Regions from separate parts of the Ovis aries genome. Here region 2 is linked to region 1. The links are chromatin contacts, called in public Hi-C maps. All regions are on one chromosome and are shown on one strand. The core of a region is the stretch at or near the end of the contact, and the rest is flanking DNA. Distances in the headings are between cores, read along the strand shown. Region 1 holds the start of TNS3 (tensin 3). Region 2 overlaps TNS3 (tensin 3).

Evidence for each region. A called contact is a pair of places that touch in the nucleus more often than the background predicts.
Region 2: a contact with region 1 is called in a Hi-C map of liver, with 2.0 times the contacts expected there. The contact joins the enhancer-like site here to the promoter of TNS3 in region 1. A contact is called at or near these places in 3 of 16 Hi-C or Micro-C datasets (liver, mixed tissues and omental adipose tissue).

Annotation. Positions count from the first base shown.
Region 1 is chr4:76,389,159-76,391,858 of ARS-UI_Ramb_v3.0, forward strand. It overlaps TNS3 (tensin 3), which reads left to right and starts at 1,360. Exons shown (of 32, transcript XM_060415062.1): 1 at 1,360-1,403.
Region 2 is chr4:76,443,417-76,446,428 of ARS-UI_Ramb_v3.0, forward strand. The region is part of intron 2 of TNS3 (tensin 3); the gene reads left to right. Among named protein-coding and RNA genes, the nearest start is that of TNS3, 54 kb to the left of the region's middle. Within about 2 kb of position 1,540, at least 5 of the 54 cell types and tissues checked have an H3K27ac peak or open chromatin away from gene starts, as enhancers often do. A contact at or near this core is called in liver, where this site is marked.

The sequences.
Region 1 (2,700 bases), core at 110-2,609:
TGGTCCTGACAAGCTGTGTTTTTCTGCTCTGTGCATGGGCAGCATGGGCAGAGCTGGACCCAAAAGGCTGGGGTAGATTAAGGTGCTTCATTTCTAAATCAGGGACAGTTCCTGGTAATTGCACTCTGAGATACGCCCACTTTTTCAGGTGGGAGTCCAAGAACATTTGGTTGGAGTGACAGATACAATCTTAAGTAGCTTCTGCAGGATGTAGAGTGAAGTACCTTCCTGGAAAGTCTTCTTTGTGTCGGGGGCTATGTGTGTGCGCAAGATAAAGTGCTGATGAAACTGTTCTTTTGTACAGGAGGAATAGCACTTCTAATGCTTTACATGCGCATATGTCTTACAAGGGGAATTCAAGAGCATGCAGTCCACTCCCCACATTTCACCAATAGGGAAGTCAGGGCTGAGGGACAGATGAGGGGCCGTCTCTGTCTTGGGGGTGTTGGTATCTATCTGTGTTTCCTCCTCTGGATCCTCTGTCTGCGGCCTTCTTGTCCAATCCTGGCCTGCTCATTTCTCCCCTTTCATTTTAAGAACCTGCTGCTGCTGCTAAGTTGCTCAGTCGCGACTGACTCTATGCAACCCCATAGACGGCAGCCCACCAGGCTCCTCTGTCCCTGGGATTCTCCAGGCAAGAATACCGGAGTGGGTTGCCATTTCCTTCTCCAATGTATGTATGCATGCTAAGTTGCTTCAGTTGTGTCCGACTCTGTGTGACCCTATGGACAGCAACCCACCAGGCTCCTCTGTCCACGGTATTCTCCAGGCAAGAATACTGGAGTGGGTTGTCATTTCCTTATCCTCATTTTAAGAAGAGGTGATTTCTGAAATCTTTCCCCACTCCTTCCCTCCACTGGTCGGACTTTCCAGGGCTCCCAAAGCATCTTGGGTTTCCTCTGTCACTGCCTTGTTGCTTTATGTCTGCATTACTCCCGGTAGCTTATTTCTGTGAGTTACAGGCAGGCAGCGAGATTTTGCTTTCTTACACACGATACTTACAGTGCCGAATGAATGAATTAACGAAAAAATGAACCAGTTGTGCAGGAATCAGGAAATCGCTTGCCCATCCGGAACACACCAGCCCCCTGAACACTTTGAATCTGGGCTGCTCAACGGGTCTAATAATTCCCGGTTCCACCTGGCCAACTTAGGGAGGTCCCAGAGGCGCACGGGGCCCGGGGCGCGCCTGGAACGCGCCGCATTGTTAGGGCGATGAGGCCAGGTGACCGGCCGGCCAGGGCGCGGCGGCGGCGATTGCCCGTGCCGCCTCGAGGGGGCCCTGCGGCGGGCGCGGCCGCGAGCCAGGAGGACGGGCCCGCCCGCGCGCTGCTTGCGCTGTTCGGAGCCCTGCCTGCTGCGGCCATCGCCCCGCGGGACCGACCGCGCCGCCGCTCGCCCAGGTACTGGAGCGGGGAGCGCACCGCCAACCTCTTTGTTTCGAGCTGGCGCCAGCGTCCGCTCCAGGGGCTCGGGGCGCGCGGGCAAACGGAGTTCCGCGCCCGCGGGGACCTGAGCTGGGGCGAGCGGGGACCGAGAGCTCGGCCCGGATCCGGGGTACCAGGGAGCAGGACTTAGGGACGCAGGCGGGTGAACGCGGCGAGGGCGCGGGCGGGCTCGGCCAGGGTCCCGGACGCGGTTTGGGGACTGGGGCGCGGGGACAGCGCTGGGGCGGGCGGATGCAGCCAGGGAGCAGGCCAGCTCGATCGGGGGCCCGCGGGCCAGAGCGGCACTGTTGCGGCGGCGCCCGGGTGAACTTCGCTCTCTAGGACGAGTCCTGAGACTCCGCAGCGGAGAGCCGAGCTTGGAGCTGCAATGGGAAGGCTCAGGACCCTTCTCCCGCTCTTGGCAAGCAGGCTTTCCGGTGCGTTTCTCTTTCCCTCTCCCTATGTTGGGCGGGAAGCAGGGGGTCCCTTGGTGCTTCCTTCCTAACTTCTGAAGGAGCGGGAACCAGGCCGGGGGCGTGCGTGGCCGAGGCCACCTGTGGCACGTGCCTGCTGGCACGCCGGCGCTGTAGCTGACAGGCAGGAAGAAGGAGGGTCTGGGACTCGGTGGGCGCCGTCGGGGTCTGATAAATGAGCCGGGGTCGTTTGCTTGAAGTGATTTGAAAATCTGTGGGGCGGGAATGGGCTGAAGAGCTCCGCTCCAATTCCTGAGACAGCGCTGGATAAAAAATAAAAGCCCATGGGATGTGGGGCCTGCGGAGACCACTATTGAAGGAGGTCACTGCCCACTTAGAAGCACCCCCAGACCCCTAGGGTATCCCTGTCCTTCACACACTTTGATCTGCTGACAGTCCCCCCACCCCCCATAGTCTCTTTCTGTAACTTGAGCCCATGATCATGGAGGACTCTGAATATACTGAAAATTTGATTAACAATTATCATTGCATCCATATCACTTAGCCCTTCAGAACTAACCATCTTGGCATTTTGGTATATGTGGTCATTTTTTTGAAATGCTTTAGTTCATTGCCTTTAGAAAGAGATATTTATGTCCTTGTGATTCTCCCCCTCTTTAGGGCCTGGGAGGTTATATTTGCAAATCAATCAACAAGTATTAAGAAAGGCATTTCTGTGCAGAGGCCTGGAGGGGCGAGGGAGTCGCTGCAGCTGGAGGATGGTGGAGGCTTGGCCAGTCTGCAGGGAATGAGGGGAACTCTGTGCATAGAGAGCTGACTGTGGGAACTGGCAAAAGGCC
Region 2 (3,012 bases), core at 290-2,789, 54 kb after region 1:
CTGGAGAGGACAGTCTGCTTCACTCAGTCTGCAGTTTCAAATATTTTTCTCATTCAGAAACACCCTCCCAGACACACCCAGAATACTGTTTAACCAAATATCTGGGCATCTTGTGGCTCAGTGCACTTGACACATAAAATTAACCACCCCAAATATGTTGTTTTGGTTACAGTCTTTGAAGAAAATCCAGCTCTATACAGATAGATATTTGGAAAGGAAAGCATATTCTTTTTTGATATTATACCAAAACTCAAATGATAGTTTCTCAGTTTCCAAAGAAGACATAAAAGTGGCCAATAGATGCATGCAGAGGTGCTCAGCATCTCTGATCCTGTTATTGTTGTTGTTCAGTTGCTCAGTTGTGTCTGACTCTTTGTGACCCTGTGGACTGCAGCACGCCAGGCTTCCCTGTTCTTTACTGTCTCCCGGAGTTTGCTCAAACTCATACCCATTGAGTCAATGATGCCATCCAATCATCTCATCCTCTCTCGCCCCCTTCTCCTGAGGGAAATGCAAATCAAAACCACAGTGAGATACGACCTCACACCTGTCAGAATGGCTGTCATCAAAAACACAAGGGAAAACATGCTTTGGTTAGGGTAGAGTGAAAAGGAGAACTCTTGTACACTGTTGGTGGGAATATAAACTGGTTCAGCTGTTGTGGAAAACAGTATGTAATTTCCTCAAAAAGTGAAAAATAGAGTTATCATATGATCCAGCAGTTCCACTTTTGGGTCTATAGCGAAAGGAAACAAAATCAGTATCTTCAGTAGATGCCGTGTTGGTTGCAGTATTATTTACAATAGCTAAGACATGGAAACAACCCAAGTGTCCATCAGTGGATGACTGAATGAAGAAAATGTGATAAAACATTATTCAGGCAGAAGAAAGAAGGAAATCCTGCCATTCACCATCATGAATCGGCAGGGTGCTAAGTCAGGGAAAGACAAATACTGTACGGCATCACTCACATGTGGAAACTGAAATCTGAGTCTGAGGGACCATCTGTGGTGCTGGGCTTTTGGGTGGAAAGTTCGTAATACTCAGGCCACCTGCTCACACCCCGGAACAGTGGGTCCGCCTCTCAGGATCCTCGCCGTAGCACTCGGGTGGTTTATGCAACTCAGTCTGATTAGTTAACCTTTATGTGTGCTCTGTAATGGCCTGAGGCTCTTGCCATAGCCCAGTGCGCCATCCTTCGTGAATATGTCACACAGCTCTCATGGTTCCACACACCAGAGTTCCCTTCTGGGTTGAATCGGTTTGTTGATCTGCTGCATAAACAGTTACTCCCAAAGTTAGTGACTTACTGTGGCAGTAGCTTCTGCTCTCACTACTCCTGTGGATCAGGAATGTGGGAGTCACATGGCCGGGCAGTGCTGGCTCAGCATCTCTTAGGAGGCTGCATCATCTGAAGGCTCTCCTGGCGCTTCCCAGGTGGCTTCGCAGCTGGCTGCTGGCGGCAGGCCTCAGTTCCTCCCCAAGGGCCTCCTCCCCATGGCTGCCTCAGCGCCTCACATGTGGGCGGGGGTCCAGGAGCCCAGAGCAGAGGTCACTCGCCACACCCTCCACCGTCCTGCCTTGTCACACGACCCGCTCTGTCACTGTGTGAGGGGACCGCACGGGGACATGGGCTCCTGGAGGAGCCCTGAGGCCGTCTCGGGGGCTGACTGCCACAGGAAGCTGTGCTCCTGTCCCGGCTGCTGAGTGGTCCGGCCCGCCCCATTCAGTGTGTGCAGACAGAGCTTCCTCTGGAGCGGGGGAAGTCTTCACTGCATTTCCACTAATTCTCATCTTCCCTAAAGGCCAGAGGGCCCCTCAGCTGCCTTTTCTGTATCTCTGTTCTTCCTGCTGGCCTCTGCCCCTGGCTGTCCTTCTGTCTGAGATTTTAATCTGGTGTGAAAGCCCCTTTATTCCAATGGCTAGCCTATCTTGGTTAGAAAATCACTCATCACCTTTGCTGGGTGGACCCATTAGAAGATGTAGAATAAATATTTGTCTTTGTGAATAATTTTATAAACCTTGGATGCATAGAAAGAGCTCAAAAACTAGATCTTGCAAAGATAATACCCCTGGCTGTTCCCTGCTGGAGTTCCAGGGATCCCCAGCCATGGGCTCTTTTTCTTTATTAGTTTGCTTCACCCTCATTCAGTCCCGGGTGGGCTGTGAGTTAGGGCTTTCAGAAGACATAGGGGATGAAAAGTTTGGACCTTGAAGCGCTGACTGCAATTTGGGACCTATCTCCTGACCTCAGGCCTTGTTCTTCCAGGACCCCACGCTTCTATACATTGATGCTGTGCTTTGCAGTTTCAAAACGGGGTCCCTTTAATGATGGCATTTTGGCATCACCATAACCCTAGAAGAGGAAAGAGGCCTGGTTCCACCTAGGGCAGCCCAGCCAGGCTGGGCCAGAAAGCCCCCAGATCCTGTGCCCCCAAGCCTAGATCCCTGTCCCCTATCCCACAATCAGCCCATGGGTTTATCGGATAGATGCCTGCTTGGAGCCCACAGGGGCGCCTGCACTGCACTTATTTGGTGCAGTTGCTTCATTCCTTGCTGTCTCCCCGTCCTTCTGTCTCTGCATGGGAGCATCGGCAGACAGGCCCCAGTGCCCTGAGCTGCTTTGGTGGGGGGAGGCTTTCATGTCCCGCAGGCACAGCTGCAGACCACGGAGGGCGGGCCTGTGAAATCCGCATTGGTTCCGGCTCTCTCTGCATTGTTGGGGCCTCCGAACCAGCACATGCCTCTCTCAGTCCTCACAATGGCCTGGGTTGAAGGATCCCCCGCAGGAATTTAGATGTGGATTTGTTCTGACAGTCAGTTCTTAGGTCATCCGGAAGTGGAAGAAGCGTGGAACGCAAATGTCCAATTTCTCACTAATTTAAAGGCGCCAGTCCTGAGTCTTCTGGGGCATTTTCAAGTTTCTCTCCTTTCTTCAGGGAAAAGCTATAATTTCCAGACAAACACTGATACTTTGTACCGCTCAGCTTCACTGCCTTTCTCCTCCCAAGG